Regions from separate parts of the Pan troglodytes genome. Here region 1 is linked to region 2. A link is a contact called in public HiChIP or PLAC-seq data. All regions are on one chromosome and are shown on one strand. The core of a region is the stretch at or near the end of the contact, and the rest is flanking DNA. Distances in the headings are between cores, read along the strand shown.

Region 1 (2,994 bases), core at 464-2,963, 270 kb before region 2:
ACACTTTAAATGGGTAAATATATGGTATGTGAATTATATCCTAATAAAGCCTATAAAAAAAGCCCATTTTTTTAAAAATGCAAACTGATGTATGTTTAGAATATGCTTTAAAAGAGGTCATGCAAAAGGAAAAGTGGGTTAGGTAAAGCAAATGTGGCAAATCTTGATAGTTTTTGAATCCGGGTAATGAGTATATGGGGATGCATTGTGGCTTTCCTTCCCCCCTCATGTTGGACAGTTGTGGATAAGGTTGACTGTTAAACATTTTGGATCTCTAAATACTAGGCTTTTGCTTGAAAAAATTTCTCTAAAAAAAAAAAAAAGGCAAGTACTTCCAAAACACAATCCATCAATTCTCCAAAGCAGCATCTAATTATTTGATTGGCAACTGGATTTCTTGACTGTGGTGTAAGTAGATTAAACACTAAACAGTACTCTGAACAATCTGTGGTTTTGCCTGCACTGTAGTTTTGCTTTAAGTTGGTATTTACAAAAATGACACCTGCAACTTTAGATTTAACAAGATTCTAAAATTACATGCATTTTTTACTGCCTAGTCTTATTTTGGACCCATTTTTTTCATTCTATTTCACTAGGCACTAATGTAGGCATGTGGTTCTACACAAATTATAGTTAAGATCAACAGTGAGGTGAATTACAGCAAAATTATCAATAAAAAGTTACCTGCTGACACAGCGCCGATAATTGTCAAAATATATTCTTCCTCTCTCATAGGCTATAGGTGACCTGGAATGAGTTGTCCAAACATTCTTAAATTTAGTACTTTCCTAAAAGACATAAAGAATTTCCGTTCAGGAAAGAACTCTTAGGCTTCCACTGTAGACCACTTTTAAGTTAGATTTTAAATTTTCAAAGCAACATAATTTCACCTATATTATTTAAAAACTTTTTGCATCCTTCCTCCACTCTGCCCTCATGTTTTGGCTTAATGAGGTGACCAACTTTTAGAATAATTGTTTCCAGGTAAGACATAAGAAGCGTAAAACTAAAAGCAGCTGGTGGCCCTATTACCACCTATTGACTAATCTCCCAGATTCCGGGCTTGTATCCTCCTCCCCATCACATGTGACCCTATAAAGGGAGGCCCCAGCGCGTTAAAACCACATCCCCGCAGGAGGCTCGGCCGCCGGGCGCCCGCGGCCCTCCGTCCCGCCCCGGCCGGCTGGCGGTCACCTGGCACACCAGCGCCCGCAGGATGCCCAGGTTGGTCCTCTGCACCACGCCTGCGTCGCGCGAGAAGCAGCCCAGCGCCCGGCGACTCAGCCGGCTGCACACGTTGGGCTTCCGGGTCGGGCCCATGGAGGCGCGGGCCGGGCCCTGGGGAGGCTGGGCCGCCGAGTGGCGCGCCCCACACTCCCGTGCTGGGCAGCCGCCGCTGCCTTCGAATTTCGAGGCCCAGACTTTCCCGGCGGGGCCCAGGGAAAGCTGACACGGGGAGGCGGGCAGGGAGCACCCGACGGCGGGGCGAGGGAAAGCAGAGCCGCTTGCACCGCCACAGCACGGAGAGAAGGGAAGAAGCACTCCCTTTTTGATCTGCCCCTCCCAGGCTCTCTGGCCGCTGACAGTGCGACGCTCCGGTACCGCGCGGCCGGCCGGAGCCGCTCTCTCACCGGGAAATGTAGTTCCCAGTGCCTCGTGAGTTCTCCCAGGAACTACAATTCCCGTCAGGCGGCGGGGAGCGAGGGCTTGCCCGGCCCCGCCTCTGCCTGCCGCGGCCCCGCCTCCTCCGGCCCGCGGAGGCTGCGCTGTCTTGCGGGCGCGCTTCTCTGTGCTGCGAGTGGCTAGCTGGGCAGAGCCCTGGGGGCGCGGTGCTGCCGCCTCCAGGTCTCCGCCCCGTGTGTGCGCCCTGCGCTGAGGGATCCCTCCCTCACTGCCCCTGTACTCACAAGCTTCTCGGCCCCGACCTTCGCCCTGGGAGGTTCTGGCCAGGTGCCGGGAGGGGCGCTGTGTCGAGGGCGATCCCCCCAAAGTAGCGTCCCGTGCTAAAGGTACGCCCCGCGGCTTTCCCTTCAGCCGCACGTTGGCTGAGGGGGACGGTAAACTGTACTTTTGTATTAGGAAGATGCTGGCTTCCCATTCACTCTTAGTTTCACCCTCCAAACTGGGATTGAGTTACTCTTTCCCGGAGGCTCGTCCTTGGGTGGCCTGCGGGGACACTGACTGGTTTTGCGATAATTGCTTCATTTCATTTCCTCTCGCCTCCATTCTTTTTTCTTTATAGGGAATAAAATATGAAATGCTTACATTCTTATTGGACGGCCTAAGATATTCCTCGTCGATGTCTTTAAGTAAAAGATATACTTTGTTAACTAGCCCTGCCTGTATGTTCAAAGTTCCCAGCACACTAAACTTTCAGCAAGCTTGCACCACATGTGTCCCACCGCCTTGCTCTAAGTCCCTTAAGGGTGGGGCCGCTGTATCTCCCACGTGGACTTGGGCATGCTACCTCTTGTTCATAGGTGCTCAAAGAAAGCCAGCTATCGCACCTGACTGGCAGAGCAAAAAGTACAGTACAGCAGGTCCTCGAATCGCATTTTTTCGTTCAGTGTCATTTTGTATAACTTGATGAGAAAAAATAATAATTTCCTACCGGGGCTACTGTTTGTGTGGACCTTGCCCCTTCTCCCCACGTCTGCATGGGTTTTCACCAGGTACCGCAGGGTACTGCCTCCCACATCTCAGTGCAGGCTGGATGAATTGGCCTTGTCTGTGTTTCCTGTCTGAGTGTGAGTGTGAGTGCTCCCTGCGATGGAATGTCGTCGTGTCCAAGGGTTGGTTCCCACCTTGCACCCTGAGCTGAGGGGATAGGCTTCAGCCACCCTCGACCCTGAACTGGAATAATTAGATAAATAACTATCTTACTTGTTTTTATTAATCTTCCTTAAATGTATGTATAGCTCCCATTTATTTCAATGTTTAATATTAGAAGTGTTTTGGTTTGTATTTAGGAGTTTGGTGATGTTTTTGTGACCA
Region 2 (2,700 bases), core at 5-2,504:
TCTGCCTCCCGGGTTCAAGCGATTCTCCTGCCTCAGCCTCCCGAGTAGCTGGGACTTCAGGTGCGTGCTGCTACACCCAGCTAATTTTTGTATTTTAAGTAGAGATGGGGTTTCACCATGTTGGCCAGGCTGGTCTCAAACTCCTGACCTCGTGATCCGCCCACCTCGGCCTCCCAAAGTGCTGGGGTTACAGGCGTGAGCCCCCGCACCTGGCCAATAATTGTACACTTTAAATATGTGCAGTTTATTTTGTCAATTATACCTCAATAAAGTTGTGAGATGTCCCTCTTAAGTTTGAAAAGCAGACAAGACTAAAAACTCACTGAAGTATCTAAAGCACAAGGCAATTACAATTACTTCTGGAGATAACTGACAATCAAGGTTCTTTTCTAGTATGATAGTTTATCTGAACAAAACATTACTATGAGAAATGCGAAGTCATAAAAATAAAAAATAGAAACGACATTTTTGTCCCCCTGGTAATCATGCCATTTCCTCTTGTCTGTGCAGTAGCGCTATATCATAATCTTTTTAGTGCTCTATTCAATTTGGTTTTCTAAAGAGAGAAATAACCTTGTTGTACTTTTCCTGAACTAGAGTGCTCTTTTATGTACAAGAAGCCCAATCCCTGGTGTGAGTATACTTGTGTGGGTCTGTAGAAAGCTACACTCTATCTATAAATTTTAGCAAATGCTGTTATTTATTTTGGGATTTTTGTAGTCGGGACTCAGCGGAGACACTAGAAACAAATTAGAAGTTTCTAGAAACCATACCTCCTGCAAGATGAACGCTGTATAGTTTTCCTAAATATGTGATTCAGTAATCACATTTTTCATTTAGATTTTCCACTTACTGTTTTAAAACAAAGAATTGCTATACCATACAGTCTACAAAACTGGTAATTTTCAATTTCCTCATTAAAGATTCTTCACTCTTTTTTAGAAAACACGAGAAAGTTTTATTTCCCAACTCTCCCACTACCCATGTTTATTTTCCTAGCTCTTTTATTCGGTCATTATTCCCATTCTGCAGACGGGGAGGCGCACATACGTTTTTCTGCACAGTACAGAGGAGCAAGAAAGAAGGAACTCTCAACTTTTCAGTTCCATTTTGAGAAACGATCACATTGAACTCCCGAGAAGCGGCAGCTGAGCGACAGCAGCAGCATTTCTCCCCGGGTTGGGTGTGGGTCAGGAGAGAGGCGCGCTTCCGCGGGAGACAGGGGGAGTCAGGTGGCAGCGGCGCTGGAGCCCGAGCGGCGCGGCGGGGGCGCGCCTCCCTCCGGCCGGCGCGGGGACGCTGCCCCCGCGCACGCGAGTCCGGCAACCCCGGGCTCCCGCGCCGCGCGGCGATCCGCGGGTGCGGCAGGGGCGCCCCGGCGCTCTAGTCTCTTCCCTCGCGCGCTCGCTCCTTCCCCATGCCCCCACCCCCCAGCCCCTGGCAGGTCCCTCCCCCAAGCCTGCTCCCGCGGCCGCCGCTGCCGCCGCCGCCGCCGCTACCGGAGGCGCAGGAGCCTCGCGATAGTGTTTGCACAGGCGGCGCGTGACGCCGCCGCCGCCTGTAACTGATGCAGAGGTTACCCCACCGCCTCAGCCGCCACCCACAGCCCGCCGCCGCCGCCTCCCGGGCGACGCCGGGGGCCGACGCACTGCAGAGGTGCCGGCAGGTTCCGCCCGCGGAAGTGTCCTCGGCCGGCGCAGCCCGCGCTCCGCCCGCGCTCCGACCCCTGTCGGGTGGGCACCCCCTCGACGCCTCCGCCGCCGCGCTCCTTTCCTCCTCCTCTCCTCTGGCGCGCCCGCTCGCTCCCTCGCTTCTCCCCCTTTCCCTCCTCCCTGTCCCCTCTCCTTCCCTCACCTCTTTCCTCCCCACCTCCCCTCTTCTCGGTTTCCTCCCCCATCCCCTTGACTCTCCCCTCCCAGCCCTCGCTCTCTCGCTCGCCCTCAGCGCGGCCCCCGCCATGACGGAGGCGGGTGCCGGTGCCGTTGCCGCCGCTGCCGTCGCAGGGGGGGAGTCGGGTTCCCAGAAAGTAGCTTGATGAGTGTCCAAAGTAGCAGTGGAAGTTTGGAGGGGCCGCCATCTTGGTCCCAGCTCTCCACGTCTCCAACCCCGGGCTCGGCGGCGGCGGCCAGGTCCCTGCTGAATCACACGCCGCCATCCGGGAGGCCCAGGGAAGGTAAGCACCGCCGCGCCCGCGCCCGCTCGCGGGCCTCCTCTCCCGCGCCGCGGACCCCCGCGCCCCCCCCGCCCCGGGGCTTCTCCGCCAGACCCTGGGGTGGGGGATGGTGGCGAGGTGGACGCGAGGCCGCCCGGCTCCCCGGCTCTGGGGAGGTAGTGCCCTGGCTGTGGATGGTGGTTCGCGGGTGGCGGAGGAGACGGACGAGGGGGTGCGCGCTGGTGGGGACGGGGCGAGGCGCACAGACTCGCCTGGGGTTCCTGGGAGCCAGTCCTGCGAGGGTGGGAAGCCTCCCCCCAGACGCGAGCCCTTTTCTGCTCCATTTGCCAGTACACTCAGTACTCTTAACCTCCTGGCCTCCGGTCTCTGGTGGGTTTTCCCTCCCGCTGGAGCCTTCGTCCTCGAGCCCCCTCCCCTTCTCCCGCGCACTCCTCCCATAGAGGCGGTCCCCACTTTGCGAGCTTTGCTGCCCGGGACCTGGAGGATGCCCCTCGCTTGCTGGGTTTCTCCTTTGGGGAGAGACGCTG

What was found. HiChIP or PLAC-seq counts read pairs in DNA pulled down with a chosen protein or histone mark.
Region 1: a contact with region 2 is called in an H3K4me3 HiChIP or PLAC-seq map of stem cell-derived excitatory neurons, with 5 times the contacts expected there. The contact joins the promoter of DCAF17 here to the promoter of TLK1 in region 2. A contact is called at or near these places in 1 of 7 Hi-C or Micro-C datasets (induced pluripotent stem cells), 1 of 1 datasets of contacts at active chromatin or transcription factors (stem cell-derived excitatory neurons) and 1 of 1 other capture datasets (stem cell-derived neural stem cells).

The regions. Positions count from the first base shown.
Region 1 is chr13:73,482,660-73,485,653 of NHGRI_mPanTro3-v2.0_pri, reverse strand. DCAF17 (DDB1 and CUL4 associated factor 17) reads right to left here and starts at 1,713. Exons shown (of 15, transcript XM_063790565.1): 1 at 1,632-1,713; 2 at 685-788. METTL8 (methyltransferase 8, tRNA N3-cytidine) reads left to right here and starts at 1,097. Exons shown (of 10, transcript XM_024354948.3): 1 at 1,097-1,224.
Region 2 is chr13:73,207,509-73,210,208 of NHGRI_mPanTro3-v2.0_pri, reverse strand. It overlaps TLK1 (tousled like kinase 1), which reads left to right and starts at 1,254. Exons shown (of 21, transcript XM_001141231.8): 1 at 1,254-2,173. The coding sequence starts at 2,035.